2 separate regions of the Mus musculus genome follow, and region 2 is linked to region 1. A link is a contact called in public Hi-C data. All regions are on one chromosome and are shown on one strand. Each heading gives the region's core, a stretch centred on a gene start, on an enhancer-like site or on the middle of the called end of the contact. The rest is flanking DNA. Distances are from core to core; before and after follow the strand shown.

Evidence for each region. Hi-C and Micro-C count contacts between places; a contact is called where the count stands out from the background.
Region 2: a contact with region 1 is called in a Hi-C map of liver, with 2.3 times the contacts expected there. The contact joins two enhancer-like sites. A contact is called at or near these places in 2 of 39 promoter capture datasets (the SN4741 cell line and stem cell-derived epiblast-like cells), 3 of 15 datasets of contacts at CTCF or cohesin (the NIH/3T3 cell line, large pre-B cells and pro-B cells), 15 of 484 Hi-C or Micro-C datasets (the HL-1 cell line, the HPC-7 cell line, the N1E-115 cell line and 10 more), 15 of 115 datasets of contacts at active chromatin or transcription factors (the HPC-7 cell line, SST interneurons, astrocytes and 10 more) and 4 of 9 other capture datasets (adipose tissue, embryonic stem cells, liver and 1 more).

The regions. Positions count from the first base shown.
Region 1 is chr17:87,314,510-87,319,722 of GRCm38.p6, reverse strand. The region is part of intron 5 of Ttc7 (tetratricopeptide repeat domain 7); the gene reads right to left. Among named protein-coding and RNA genes, the nearest start is that of Gm52284, 10 kb to the right of the region's middle. Within about 2 kb of position 2,337, at least 72 of the 459 cell types and tissues checked have an H3K27ac peak or open chromatin away from gene starts, as enhancers often do. A contact at or near this core is called in liver, where this site is marked.
Region 2 is chr17:87,475,588-87,480,135 of GRCm38.p6, reverse strand. No RefSeq gene overlaps it. Among named protein-coding and RNA genes, the nearest start is that of Gm30938, 3.3 kb to the right of the region's middle. Within about 2 kb of position 1,390, at least 32 of the 459 cell types and tissues checked have an H3K27ac peak or open chromatin away from gene starts, as enhancers often do. A contact at or near this core is called in liver, where this site is marked.

The DNA.
Region 1 (5,213 bases), core at 1,088-3,587:
TTTGTTTTGTTTTGTTTTTCGAGACAGGGTTTCTCTGTATAGCCCTGACTGTCCTGGAGCTCACTCTGTAGACCAGGCTGGCCTTGAACTCAGAAATCTGCCTGCCTCTGCCTCCCGAGTGCTGGGACTAAAGGCGTGTGCCACCATGCCTGGCTATCTTCCTTTTTTTATTTAGTAGATATCTCACTCTAATTTAAAAACAAATACTTGAAATCATGGGTTTGTTGGTGGTTTTTGTTTTTGTGTCTCAAAATATATTAAGCACAGAAGTATTTTTAAGCAGAGAAGTAATTTTTACAAGCTAGTGTGTGTGCCACTTAATTCCGATATGCTTATTACTAAAGGCCCTCTGTCTACACGGTAGGAAATGAGGCCTCAGACCTGAGCTTTTCAAAGAACTGTCAGTTCTTGGACCAACAGTCTAACAAGTCTCAAGGACTTGTTAGACATGAAAGTTCAGGGGCTGGGAAGGTGGCTCAATGGTTAAGAACACCTACTGCTGTTACACAGAACCCAGGGGCTGGGAAGATGGCTCAATGGTTAAGAACACCTACTGTTCTTACACAGAACCCAGGTTCAGTTTCCAGCACCCACAGGTGGCTCACAACCTGACCCCCTTTTCTTTCTTTCTTTCTTTCTTTCTTTCTTTCTTTCTTTCTTTCTTTCTTTTTTTTTTTTTTTTTTTTTTTTTTGGTTTTTTGTTTGTTTGTTTGTTTTTCTTCGAGACAGGGTTTCTCTGTGTAGTCCTGACTATCCTGGACCTCACTCTGTAGATCAGGCTGGCCTCGAACTCAGAAATCCGCCTGCCTCTGCCTCCCAAGTGCTGGGATTAAAGGCGTGTACCACCATGCCTGGCTGACCCCCTCTTCTGACCTCCATAGGTAAACATATGTCATACATACATGCAAGTAAAATACTCATACATGTAAAAAACAAATAAATCTAAAGAAATGTAGAAAAGAAATGCAAGTTCTATGCCCCCACCCCTCATCAAAACTCAAGAGTCATTATCAAAGAGGAGACAGAAAGATTCATAAGAGCCAGAGGCCAGAGAGGACCAGACCGAAGCAGTATTTTCTAGATTGACAGGACTTCTGTAACTCGTGATCTCACAGCATCTGTGGTTGCATGAACAAAATGAAGCCCGACCACACTCTAGCACGGATGGAGGAGATGCCCATGAACCCCCATCCCTAACTGAGGAGTTATTGACAGGTGATAACTTCTCTTCTGGAGAAGGGAGAGTTGGTTTTCTTTAAGGGTGTGGCTACTGGTTTGACCAGTGGATGCCAGTGGATGGTCCCACACCCAGGGGCATATATTAAATACAAACTGAATGCAGTGGATTATAGGAGAAAGAAAAAAAGGACATGAGGTGGGGAGAGGGTTAGGGAGGAGGGTGGACGCTGCGTCCACAGGCTGAGGCAGGCTGGTCCCTGGGGCTGCCTAGAACTCCGTGGCTCTGAAGAGGCAGGCCACTCCTGGGGCTGTGGGTGATTTTCCACTCTACGGGAGGCCTGGCAGCCTCTTCCTTGGCAGCCTGGCTCGGGCTGCTACCAGGAGGCAGGAGCCAACAGTGCCTAATGTCTCTTCTTCCCCAGCCACAGGAGGGACTGTCCTCTCTGTCACTGCCAAAGAGGCTTCACATGCCAGGACCAGCAGACAGGCCACTCCCGGACGGACGCTGGGGAAGGGGTGCTGACATCTAGGCACTGACCACTCCCAGGACACACGGGGCTGACATCTAGGCACTGACCACTCCCAGGACACATGGGGCTGACATCTAAGCACTGACCACTCCCAGGACACACGGGGACGAAATGCTGCATTCAAACACAACCCTACATCCCAAAGGTCTGCTAGCTTTTTAAATAATTTTCAGATCTGTAAGAGATTTTGACATCTGAACAGGCTCCTGAGAACTCTTTTGCTAAGTAAATCATCGCCCTCAGGCATGTTTTGAGTAAATCCTAATTTATATCGACCGCTTTTAAAGAAACAATCCATACAAGAGGTTCCAGTGGCCAGGGCCACACAGGAGATTTGGAATCCTTGCCTGGGTTGCCTGGCTCTCCCGTGCTAAGAATACCCCTTGCCTCAGCTTGCCCCTCTAAGAAATGTCTAGGTGGGGGCATTCTCAAACGGCTCAGACAGCCACAGCCTGAGCAAACCTAGCCCAACCTGCAGCTGTCTGTGCCGGGTGGAGCTGGGGTTTTCCCTGGCCCTTTCTGGCTGCCCAGTGAGAAGCCAGCTTGAAAGATCTCTTTGTTCTGGTCTCTCCTGATGACCTTTGTGAGCCAAGCTGCCCACTTTTAACAGTATCCAAACAGAGCCTCAAACAAACCCTGGCCCAGAAACGGGCTGCATGAGGAGAAGCCAGGAAGCCGGTTATTGCAACTAAGGTCAGGTCCAACTGGCCAAGAGGCGGGTGGTGGGGGTGTTAGCAGCTCAGCTAGCATAGGACTCCAGGAGGAAGGTGGGACGTAGTAGGACAGCAGTCCCCCTACCCCCACAGCCAGCAGTGCAGCACATTTTCCAAAGCCCTTGACAGTTTTCAGCCTTCAAAATTTCTCATAAGGCTTCATTACCCCAGTTCAAGCAGAACTCCTGATACCCATAATGCTCTGAAGAAATGACTAGTGTGAGCTTGTGATAGTGGCTCACACCTCTAATCCCAGCACTCGGGAGGTAGGGACAAGCAGATCCGTGAGTTCAAGGCCAGCCTGGTCTACAGAGTGAATTCCAGGACAGCCAGGGCTACAGAAATCCTCTCTCTCTCTCTCTCTCTCTCTCTCTCTCTCTCTCTCTTTCTCTCTCTCTCTCTCAAAAAAGAAATTACTATTGTGGGAGAGGCTGCAGCTCCATGGTAGAGCACTTGCCAAGTGTGTAGGGGACCTGCAATTCCTCCTGACACCAGCAAATATACGTAACTAAATAAAATACTCGCACCCCAACCCCTTCTAATAGAAAACTTAAGCCTGGACAATGCCTGTCTTTCTGGGCATCACGTGCCCAAGGCCAATGGCCGACAGACACCCAGCACTTTCAGCTCTGAGTCCCTGGAGAAAGACAACGGCGGTCTTCTCACAAACTCTCACACTTCCCTCTACTGGCCATCTGTGCTCCAGGGCTCCTGGCACTCCGTTTGTTCGCTATGCCATTTACAAAGTGCCTTCTGCACGCTCAGTACCTGGTCAGCTGCACTGTTTGTCATTGGCAGTCATCATGAAGCAAACGAGAGAGGCTGAGGGACTGACTGACTATCGGACTGACTGACTATCGCACCCACGGCCACAGATAAGTAGTCTGCCTCCTGCTGTTCACCTCATTTCCTGGGAACTCGTCAAAAACAAGTGTTTTGCACACAGTAGGTGCTTAATGGTGAGAGTATGATTTGAAATAAAATGATATATTAGTAAGAATTGGTCGTCGAGAGGATACTACATACAACTCTAGTTAGACGTCTCCATTTGAGGGCTGGCACGTCCATGAGGGATCTCTGGTCAAGTACCCAGAATAGTGAGGCCACTGGAGGACAAGGTCGGGTGACGTTCAACCATTATCCAGATGCTCATTTTCACCACAGACCCAAATCACCGGCCTCAAAACCAAAACTTCCACCTTGACAGTCAAGCCGAGCATGAAAGACAGAGGATGTCAGGCAGCACTTCACGCCGTTGGGGAAGTGGGCACAAACAACAGATACAGGCCGTGCCCTCAGAGAGGTCCTCCTGTCCCCCACCCCCACCCCCAAAGCAGACACAGAAAACTGGGAGACAACACAAGCTTTGCTAGTGAGCCTTCCAGGTTGAACCCAGTGAGAACAACTTGTACCCCTCCCCCAGGCCTGCAGACACAAACACGCACGTGGCCGCTAAAAGCAAGACCACCGCTGATAACCTAAAGTGCACTTCGCCTTCAGAGTTTACTCCCGGCAGACAAGTTAGGGCAACTTGGGAGAATGGGGTTGATTTATTGATTGACTGATTCATTGATTACAGGGCTAAAGGAGCCACCTAGGCAGGGGCAGCAGCGAGGCGACCCCCTTGGAAAGCACCTGTTCTCTTGTTTGGGGTGCAGTGTGAAATACCTGTTGCCTTAGGGATTAAAGCAATGCATGATAAAATACACAGACCACCTGGCTCAAACGCACCTCGACCTAAGCAGAAAATGGGTTCTGCCAGCTCTAGGCAGAAAGAAGGGGAACAACCCAGAGAAGAAACCGTCCCCGTGCCTGTGATGGGTTTTGGGGCAGAGTTGTTCCTGTTCCTGTTTTTGGCAGGTGCCTGAGGGAGGGCTCTCAGGCCTGCTGTGGTCAGAGACAGGGCTGCCAGCTTCCCCAGCTCAGGTCGTGAGCCTTACCCTCCTCCCAGTCCTCTGCCTAACCCCTGGAGCTGCTCCCTGCAGGCCCAGGTTTCTTCCTGGGGCTCCTCTACAGGCAGGACTCTAGGTCCAGTTGGCTACCAAAGCCCTCCTCCAGCATTCAGTAGGTGCCCCCTCCCGGAGGCTCAGGTACCAAAGAACCGCCTGGGGCCGGACTCCAATTGGAATCCATGACTGCCCTCTCGTGGCTCCGAGGGGAAGTGAAGCTGCAGGCTCTCTGGCCCCCATCCTGTTCATGGGATGTTTTTTTCTGCTCAGGCTTTCTAGTTGAGCTCCGTTAGGAAGCACTATTACCATAACACAAAAGACAGGACCATCTGGAGGGAATCAGCTGCTAAATCAACAGGGCAAGGCCCCTGGAAAAAGTGAATGTCACTCAGACATATGAGTAATCGGGCACCAGACTTGGCCAGCATGAAAGGGGCGGAGGTTTCTGGAAGATCAGAATATGAGAGAAGCTGTGGGGATCAAGTGAATGCCACCTCTTGTGCACAGGGACAAGACCCGACTAAGCAGGGGGCAGCAAAGGCAGGGGGGTAGGTGAGTGCTCTGTGAGACCAATAGGCGCCCCTCCTTGGTTTAGCTCCACCCCATTCTCAGCAGAGGCTCCACCCCTGGACTCAGACTCCACCCCCAGGACTCAGGCTCCACCCCCAAGACTCCTACAGGAACCTTCTTCTACACAGCAGCACCTCCCAGCTCCAACCCTACACCCCTCAGCCACCTCTGGAGTCCACCCCATCCCAGGCAGCAGCCCACTCCCTGACTCTCTGGCCCCGCCTGAACCTGTTCACAGGTCCAGCCACAGAGCAAGGGTACACAGGGGGTCC
Region 2 (4,548 bases), core at 141-2,640, 160 kb before region 1:
CTCTTTTCCATGTGAGACCCCGTGGGCTCCGTGCATCCAGCTCGGATTGTAAAGCTTACATAGGAAATGCTTTACCCTCTGAGCCGTCCCACTAGATCAAAATTGGGTTACTTTTCTTATTGTTGAGTTGTAAGAACTCTTTATATATTCTAAGTTTTTTGTCAGTTTTCTAAGTTTTCTCATCTCTTTCACTTTTGAGTCTTTTGATGAACCAAGGTTTCCCTTTTTTTCTTTTCTTTTAAATTGAGGTGGGGTCTCTGCCTGTCCCTGACTGGCACAGAACTTTCTACACATACCAGACTGGCTTCAGAGTTGCAAAGAACCTTCTGCCCTTTTCTCCTGATGCTGAAATTACAAACATGAACCACTGTACCTGAAAGACTTACAGTTTGGGTGAAGTCTAATATGCTGAGGGGGTGGGGGTGTCCACAGTCATGCTTTTTTTCTTGGCAAATAACAGAACAAAAGATATTCTGGAATAGACATGTGCGTGTCTGTGTGTGTGTGTATGTAAAATATAGGTATCATAAATTCCACTATTTTAATATTTTGTTGTTGTTGTTTTGGGTTTTTGAGACAGAGTCTCTCTATGTAGACCTGGCTGTCCTGGAACTCACTCTGTAGACTAGCCTGGCCTCGAACTCAGAGATCCCCCCTGCCTCTGCCTCTGAAGTGCTACAGTTAAAGACATGCACCACCACCTCCCAGACTATTTTAAACATTTTTAAGTGTGTAGTTCAGTGGCATTAAGTATGGTATCATCATTACACTAAGAGTTTTCCCCCAAATTCAAGGAGGCTAATATTTTATCTTATGTTGTTTTCATAGTTTCAACATTTACAGATCAATTCTAATGAATCCTTCTGTTTAGGATGAGCAGTGGTTGAGGTTCATGTTGCACATAGTCAAACACTTCTTTGCCATTTGTTGACAGGATCCACCCCTTTCGACTGACCTGTCTTGATACTTTGAGCAAATATCTATTGGCTGGGATTTTTTTTTGCTTGCTTTCTGAGTTTACTTTTAGCTCCAACCTTCTGATTTCCGTATATTGTTTTCCTAGATAGATTCCCTTCCTCTCTCTCTACAGACCTAGCTTCCCCTCCCTACTGGCAGACAAAGTCCCAGAATTTGTTAGTTTGTTTTGGGCTTGAGGCCAGGGTCTCCCTCTGTAGCTCATACTGGCCTAGAAGTCTCTATGTAGTCCAGGCTGGCCTTGAACTCTCTATCCTCTTGCTCCAATGTCCTGAGGGGTGGGATAACAGAGGCGCATTAGCACGCCCGGCTTGCATTCAGATTCTACTGAAAGCCCTGTCTATCCCTTAGGCTGCATTTAGCCTTGCTCCAGCCTGGGCTCTGTGCCCAGCACCTGAGCCCATCTGCAGCTGGCAGTCTGATGCGATCAGAGGCCTGGAGGGAGAGAGCTGCATATGGTCCGCTCAACCCTTCCAGGGCAGGCTTCCCCAGCGTCTCACTCAGGAAACTCTGATCCTGGAGACCACAGAGCCAGCCCTTAACGCATTGGGAGCCCAGTTTTGAATTTCGTTAGCTCCAGGCATGAGATTCGACAGAAAAAATAATATTGGTGCATGAGAAAGCTGAACAAAACCACACCCAGCCTTGTGGACCAATATTCTTCCACATGGAGAGAAAAGCTTTTGTAGCATGGCTACTCAGGGGTAGCGCAACAAAGTCCAGGTATCCTGTGTGATTTAAGAACTGAGCAGGGCCAGCTCTATTTAATCATTGTGGATAATGGAGACAGCCTAGAAGGAGCCTCAGAGTGACTTCCTCATGCCATTTAGACTCCTCTCCTGTCTAGAAGTGGGCAAGCAGTCCCTGAGTTGTCTGGGTGTGTTGCTGTCCTTTGTACCTGTCAGAGTGGATAAAGAGACTATCACTCCTAGCTTAGGCAATAGAATCTGGGCTATTTTTCTAGCCGAGCCATCAGTCATAAGTCGGCTTTTGCCTTTGTAGGCCTACAGACTCAATCAGGAGTTAGACAGTCCCGGAGTCAGGAAGTTGTTCTGAGATTGTCTTGTCTGGCTAATTCAAGGTGACCTCGTTAACACTAACTTCTAACCAAGTTTCCTACCATTGTCAGAGGAAGCCAAACACCTTTTCCAGGAAATGCATGGGGGCTGCATCAAATGACAGAGTGCCAGGCTGGATGGGTGAGGAAGGGGTGGGTGGGGCGTGGACGAGCGCCGTCGTAACTCACCAGACACTCGGCCGTGGGTCGTGTTCTAGAAGAAAATAGACCGAGTGTCATCTCTTTCCCAGCTCCCTCTTGGGAACAGGAATAAATCAAAGAGGCTTATGCTGGAGCTTGCCTCTGACGTTCTCGGGCTCCGGGGACGTTCTTCTCTTCACAGGCTGTCACTTCCCCGACAATAAGATGCTGTAAGTAGCAGCTGGGAGAAAGCCTCCATTTCTCTGGGAGGTAATGAGGGAGAAATCTGACGGAAAGGCTGCTCGTGTTAAAGAATTGTTTTTCAAAATAAACATGGTTTTTAAAGTCTTGCTATGGAGGCCAGGATAGCCTTGGACAGGATACATCCTCAACTAATATGAATTGTAATGTAGACATCTGATATATGCAACTCCTAAAGGGGTTGCAACCCAGTTTGAGAACCACTGGGTTAGACGGTAAAGTTCCCAATTCCCATGTAAAGGTCAGGCATGGTACTGTGTACCTACAATCCCGGAGCTGGGGAGGTGAGTAGTCAGGCATGGTACTGTGCACCTACAATCCCGGAGCTGGGGAGGTGAGTAGTCAGGCATGGTACTGTGCACCTACAATCCCGGAGCTGGGGAGCTGAGTAGTCAGGCAAGGTACTGTGCACCTACAATCCCGGAGCTGGGGAGGTGAGTAGTCAGGCATGGTACTGTGCACCTACAATCCCGGAGCTGGGGAGGTGAGTAGTCAGGCATGGTACTGTGCACCTACAATCCCGGAGCTGGGGAGCTGAGTAGTCAGGCATGGTACTGTGCACCTACAATCCCGGAGCTGGGGAGCTGAGTAGTCAGGCATGGTACTGTGTACCTACAATCCCGGAGCTGGGGAGGTGGAGTAGAAGGATTCCAGGGCTTGCTGGGCAGCCGGTCTAATCAAATGGACATGATTCTCTGCTTCCATATGCATATGCATCAGTGTGTGTGTGTGTGTGTGTGTGTGTGTGTGTGTGTGTGTGTACCTGCACACAGATGTACCTGCACACACAGGCACACACACTCTAAACAAATTAGTGGTTTTGCTTGGTTGGTTTGGTTTTTGCAGGGTTTCTCTATGTAGCCCTGGCTGTCCTGGAACTCACTCTGTAGACCAGGCTGGCCTCGAACTCAGAGATCTGCCTGCCTCTGCCTCCTGAGTGTTGGAGTTAGAGACATGCACCACCACTGCCCAGTGTATATTTTTTCTTTTTAATTTTTTTAATGAGATATTGTAACACCTGTCTCATCAGCATAGATATTTTTCCTCTTTAAAAATTTCTCTTTATTTACTTTGTGCTGTGAATGCTTTGTTTGAATAAAGGGGTGTACACTTTGCATGCCTGTGGGATCCCAAGAACGTGGATAATGATGGTCGTGAGCCATTATGTGGGTATTGGGAACCGAACCCAGGTCCTTTGCAAGAGCAACAAGTTTCTTGTTTGTGTTTGATTTTGGGGGCTTTCATTGTGTAGCTTAGACTGGCTTGGGACTTTCTACTTTGCTCAGAGTGGTGTCAAACTCTCAGCCTTCCTGCCTCAGGTTTAGATAGTTAGACCCAGATGACACTCAGCATTATGTGCCAGATACAGCGCTAAATACTTTACAGACATGGAGTCAGTTTAAGCTGAGCTCACTGTTTAGATGGTGCAAAGAACCCGGTTCAGGATAAGGCACACAGTAGATGCTTAATGAATGGTAGTAATGTCTTGGAGACATAAAAATGAGTCCCTTGCTTCTCTTGATCTCTTCTGTCCAAAAGAAACACCTCCGGAAGACAGGGCACATAGGCATTGGAATTAATTCCAAAATGTCAGTGAATGATCACCCAACTGAACCTGAGAGGGGCTGTTGATGTGGAAGGAAGGAAGGGAGGGAGGGAGGAAGGAAGGAAGGAAGGAAGGAAGGAAGGAAGGAAGGAAGGAAGGAAGGAAGTGCACAGAACCCTGTGGGTGAACTTGGTTAGCCTTATCTTAGTCACGCTGCATCAGCGGTAGGGAGGTACCCAGCAGGGTTTCTTGGGTCGACTGTGGATTTTGTGTACATTTGCTCTTTTAGGTCTAGTTGAGTGGGGATGAAAGATAAGATCGGAAAAAGCCAGGAAAATTCTGTTTCTGTGTCAACAAATTCGAAGAGCATCTGAGGCCTCAGAAAGGAAGTCTCTGGGCCTGGGTGGGGGGTGGGGCGTGGGGTGTGGGAGGACGCGTGTGGGGGTTGGGACAACTGTCTCCCATCTTTCCACCCTAGGGGACGCAGGGTGGGGGCCTTCCTGGTCTTACAGTACCGTACAGTCTAGCGATCTTGACGAGTTTGCAGCTGGCACACTTTGTCCTTCAG